2 separate regions of the Sus scrofa genome follow, and region 2 is linked to region 1. Evidence: chromatin contacts called from public promoter capture Hi-C data. All regions are on one chromosome and are shown on one strand. The core of a region is the stretch at or near the end of the contact, and the rest is flanking DNA. Distances in the headings are between cores, read along the strand shown. Region 1 holds the start of CXHXorf38. Region 2 holds the start of MED14 (mediator of RNA polymerase II transcription subunit 14).

The links. Promoter capture Hi-C pulls out the DNA fragments that hold promoters and counts their contacts.
Region 2: a contact with region 1 is called in a promoter capture Hi-C map of fetal liver, with 2.2 times the contacts expected there. The contact joins the promoter of MED14 here to the promoter of CXHXorf38 in region 1. A contact is called at or near these places in 2 of 5 promoter capture datasets (fetal liver and liver), 6 of 47 Hi-C or Micro-C datasets (fetal liver, heart right ventricle, liver and 2 more) and 2 of 2 datasets of contacts at active chromatin or transcription factors (alveolar macrophages and skeletal muscle).

What each region holds. Positions count from the first base shown.
Region 1 is chrX:36,350,489-36,353,188 of Sscrofa11.1, forward strand. CXHXorf38 reads right to left here and starts at 1,415. Exons shown (of 7, transcript XM_003135023.4): 1 at 1,083-1,415; 2 at 784-918. The coding sequence starts at 1,298.
Region 2 is chrX:36,423,403-36,426,102 of Sscrofa11.1, forward strand. It overlaps MED14 (mediator of RNA polymerase II transcription subunit 14), which reads right to left and starts at 1,435. Exons shown (of 30, transcript XM_021080844.1): 1 at 801-1,435. The coding sequence starts at 1,015.

The DNA of each region.
Region 1 (2,700 bases), core at 165-2,664:
TCATGGTTCCTAGTGGGGTTCATTAACCACTGCGCCATGACGGGAACTCCCTGTAACTTCCTCTTTTTTAAAGTTGGGAACAGAGGATGGCCCAATGCTGCACCATAGCAGATGAGTGGGGACTCTGATTCCTGCTTCCCAGGCACCAAGCCTGCACCTGCTGGAACCAGCAAGTAGACTGACTCCAAAAGTAAATTTGTGTTAGGAGGCTACTTTGACTGCCCCTCCTCACCCCCTACTGGGCTTCTGGCAATTATCAAAGAGTCAAAAAAATTCTTCCATCAGCCTGGCTAGTAAGTCACTTCACCAAGATCTGACAACAGACCCAAAAGCCCCTTTTCATCTGGCTGCCTACCATACCCCTGCCTCCCCCAGATTTTATTCCTTAGCTAGCTAGGCACTTAAGGTTCTTTCTATTTTAGCTTTAACTTCCCCTGACTCATTTTGCCATCCTCTCAGCAACCTACAGACAAAATGAGCTCTTCAGGGGGTTACCCTCAAAAACGCCTTGCCTGCTTCTACCTCTGTGCCTGTGCCCACGATGCTCGCTCTACATCTTGCCCCAGCGTCTCTTGCTGAAATTTTTCACTAAGATGCGTTGGGTCCAATATAACAGCCCGGAACCGCCCAGACACTAGACCCTTGATCAAAAACCCAAATCTCTGTGTCTGCATCTGTACATGGGACCCCAGCTTCCACATAGACCCGACAGACGCCCTGGGCTCCAGGTAACCCCTACCTGGTGCGCCAACTCCTCCTTCCCTCCCAACCGCAGAAGCTTACCTTGGCCACCTCCCAGGCGTCGACCGGCCAGCGGCCCGGCCGGCAGTTTCCCCAGTGGACATCTCCATTTCTGTTGGTGTGATGTTTCAAAATTTCCCGTTTCCACTCTGCGCACACCTGACACTGAGGCTGAAACTATAGGGGTCGGAGATGAGGAGGGACCCGGGAGGGAGGGGCATCTGGGCATCTGAGCCTCATGCACTGCGGTCGGCCCCGCCCCGAGGAAGGCAAGGGACACTGCGCCCGGAGAAGGGAACGGGAAGAGGGACCGTGGTCAAGGCCCGGGACCAGATGCTCACCTGGCGGGCACGCGGGCTGCACCGCGAGACGCTGCGGCAGGTGGCGTGGGGGCCCAGGCCGGGGGCGGCGGCGAGCAGGCCGCGGTGGAAGGCGTGCACCTCGCGGCTGACGAAGCCCTGCAGGCAGCCGCGTAGCAGCAGCAGGCAGTGGCCTGCCTTCACCCAGTTCTTGTACTCGGTGCAGTTCAGGCGCGCGGCCAGCTCGGACAGCACCATATCGGCATCGGGACCCGTGGGCCACGGGGCAAGGGGTGGGGCGCACGGCCATGCGCAGGCGCAGAAGCCTGGGAGCGCCTGGGGCAACGGCGCCGTCGTGGGGCGTGGCCCAGGCCGGCAGTGCCTGGAACCCCGCCCCCGCCCCCCCAGGCGGGGCGTTCTAGTTTCCGGGGCTTATCGGCCCCGCCCCAGCCCTAGGTATCAGCAGACGTGTATCTACTTGCCCAGATAGGCTGTACCTGAAACTCTTACCGCCCTTCTCTGTTCCCCCAAACTGAGTCCTCACCAGCTGACTCAGATTCGACTCTCCCGAAGTCCCTTTTTTTTTTTTTTTTTAATTGTAGAAATGTAGACCGTGTTTAAGGCACAGGCCTTGAATTAAACATGTTCCTCGCCTTACACAATTCTAGGGAGTTTACTTAACAGGTTCCTAAGCCCGCCGATTGGCTGTAGCTTGCTTATCTGGACATTAGCGAAACTCGACCGCTGGGTGCCTGGGCCGCGCACCTGTTACGCGCCTGCACCGTGCCAAGGTGACACAAAGCTCAAAAACACCTGCCATTGGGCCACCTAGCCGAGGCAAACAGGACGACACAATCGCCCCCAGTGAGACAAGGACTTCTTCCACTATGGTCCTGAAGCATGGAGCTTAGGTGGTGATGATTTAGTACCCCTGGTTGTAGGATAATTATAGAGCTCCTTGCATAAGGTAATCTGAGTTAAATTTTAAATAAGTGCCAGGAGGGTCATAAGGCAATGGCTTGTCAACTCCAAATGACAAGGGGTCACCTCAGTTTTAGTTGCTTTTAGTGAGCTTCTTGAGCTTGGAAAACATGTTAAAATTGTGTGTAGTCAAAAGGCTCCGAGGGAAGAGTCTAAGCACTGAAGCCTTCCCCTGACTTTGTGTTTCACAGCGAAGTGTTAGTTTTTAGGAGTGCTAGCTCTGGCCTCAAAATGCTGCTTGTCTTGGCTGTTTGATCTTAAGCAGTCTTAATCTGATCTCAGCAAATTAATTCATTTCTCTGGGCCTCAGTTTATTCATTGGTAAAAGGAAGCCCACCCCACCGGGTTTTTTTGACAGTACACGCTGAAATACTTAGAACAGTGCCTGGCAATAGTAAGTTCCCAGGAAATGTTAGCTATTATTTTATATTGACCTAAATGTGCCCTTTCATCAGTCATATTCCTGGGCAAGGTATTTTAACAAATCACTGGCCACCTGGAAATGTGCAGCACAATGCTAGCTGGCCTCTGCTAATTTTTCCTTAAAAACCTCAACACTAAATCCATCCCAAGTAAATTTCAAATCACTCCCTTAGACACTCTATTCTCATTAAACCAAATGAAAAAGGAAACTCCACAAGGAAGAATGAAATATACATTAACATTTTTCCTTTCTGTC
Region 2 (2,700 bases), core at 185-2,684, 73 kb after region 1:
TTCCGAACCTGAGTTTAAAACTGTAAAACAGTAATTAAAGTGTATCTATCCCTAGTTGTTATAGTTTCTTTTCTTTGCACACCGAAAATCGTTACAGTGTATTCTGATCCTATTCTGAAGGGATTAACAACCTAATCATGTCCCAAGGCATTTCACTGGTAACTTGGTGATTTACAAACTCCCTTCATACCCCAAGAGACAATAACAGCAGGCCAGTCTTAAAAAATCTCTACTTACACTTCATGCGTGAAGACTTCAGTTTTAAATGTTCCAGAAAAACAAACTTGGAACCCCAAATTTTGTATTATTTTATACACATCTCCTGAGTTCAAACTTTGTCAGAAGCAATTACAACCTACATTTAAAATGTACTGTAAGAGGAGGTTGTAAAACAGTTTCCCATCTTTGGGATTTTTTCCTTTTCTTTTCTTTTTTTAAGCTCGAATACTATGTACTCCTAAACCCTAAACTTGGGGCCTGGGTTAAAAAGCCTCCAGCCAAGAAATCAATAGGGCTCAGCTGGCAAATGAGCAAACCTCCCAAAGAAGGGCTTTTCAAGGAAAATCTAACAACGTGCATAATTAACAAGTCTCCGTTGCTTCATCTCCAGAAAGACTTCCAAATGCAAAGCCTCTCCTCCACCTCCTTTGAAGCCCATGAGTTCAGAAATTCTAGACTAAGCAGCCTAGCGAAGAAGAGAAAGCAGCAACCTCTTGGAGGGAAGGAGGTTCGAACCTCTCTCAGGCCATTGGGCGGGAAGGGGGGGGCTGGGGAGCAGGCATGGATTTCGCGGCACTTACAGGTCCGTCAGCACCATGAGCTCCGAGTAGGCCCGGTGCAGCAGAAATTCGATGAGGGTGCTCAGCCGGTAGCCAGGGCTAGCCGCGGCCGCAGCGGCCGCCGCCACGGCGGCTCCGGGAGGAGGAGGCGCCGGGGCTGACGCGGGGCCGCCGCTGCCCCCGCCGCCGCCTCCGGGCGGGACCAGCTGGTGGTTCTCCAGCTGCACTGGGGCCATGGCGGCGCAGGGCCGGGCTTGGCGCAGGGCACAAAATGCGGCCCGCGAGCCTCCCTCACGGGCACTCGGTCACCGCGCCTAAGTGGTCGCGGGCGGATTCGCCGCCGCCTACAGCGGGGCCGCCTCTGAACAGGAAGCCGTGCTGCGGCCGCAGAGGCCCGCCCCCATGTAGCGACGAGCCCGCCGGCTCCAGGGACGGGAGCGAGGGGCGGGGGGAAGCGGGGAGGGCGGGGAAGCCAGGTGGCCGCAGCAGAGAGGCTGCACCCCCGCGACCGATCAGAGGCTGCTCCGCCAGGCAGCCGCAGCGTCCATGTTGACGGCCCAAAGCGGAAGTCGTTAGGCAGAACGGAAGGGGAACCAAAGGGGGACTTCCGACAGCAACCTGCGCCTTTTCTCCGGGCTGTCGGGCGCCGGGACGCTGGGGGCGCGTGGGAGTGGGGCGGGGCCGGCGCGCGGGCAGGAAAAGCGGAAGCGGGGGCCGCCCGCTGCCGGAAGTGAGTGTGAGGGCGGAACCGGTGACGTCACCGCGAACGTCAGCGGTTGCCCCGCCCTTGCTCTCGCCGCTCTCCGGGATTTAAAAGGCTCCCGTTTGCGCTTAGGTGTCGATTAGCGCTTCCCTGGTGGGTGCAACCCGGCCGGGGAGGCTACGCGACCCCAAATGTTCCGGACTTGTGGTTCTGGAATTTCGAAGAAATGGTTGCGGCTGCGCGCTGGTGACTTCTCAGATCTTTGCACCTCCCACAGTCTGCCCATGCGCCTTTCGTGGGATAGAAGACGTGTCCGTCATTGTTGGGTTTTTTTTTAAGCTGTGGGAAAAGAGGCGAAAAAATATGATTGGGGCTAGCAACGGGGCCGCTGGCGGGATAACTTCACTTTAATCAAGTTGGATATATGTTCAGCTAGTTACCGGCCCCCCAAATCCTGGCAGTTCTACCACAAACAGCCCTTAAATCCTCTACCGCTGATTCTCACTTGGTTCTTGTCCTTTCTCTTCAAGAAGCCGCCCTGCCTTCCAAGGGTTTTCAGTTCATCTTCTATGCCCTGCCGCCACTCCCTCCCACCCTCCCTCCGCCGCCGCCTCAAAATCCACGCTTAATTTTGCTTCCTGCTCTAAAGCGGTTATTCTCAACCCTGCCCGCACATTGGAATCATGGCGGGGGCGGGAAGAAGGTGCTGGTTTGGGTGACTTTAAAAGATATTTCTGCCAACCACATAGATTCAGCTTTAATTGGTCTGGGCTTCAGGATTTTTCAAAAGCTCCCTAGGTGATTTTAACCTAGGAAGCGACAACCGCTTAAAAGGGTCAATTGCTGTGACCGTTTTCAAACATCTTTTTGCAGATTCTTATCTGTAACTCTTAGGTGTAAGAGACGCACTTGCTGTTCCCTAAAGTTAAAATACTCTCATTCTTGTCCACTTGTGTAATTCTTAGTCATTCTTGAAGACCATTTACCTGTCTTCTGAGGGTGTAACCTTTGGAGCAGTTAATCACTTAATCAGTAACTAATCACTTGCTCCCTCTTTTGTGATCCTAAAGCACATTTGCACACACAATACCATCATCTACTCATCAAAAGGCATAAGGCTTACTTACAGCCCCCACAGCTGCAGTTGCTGGAAGGCAGATACCCTCTGTAGGATCCATCCCTATGCTGCTATCTCAGGGAACAAACACATTTTTTTCT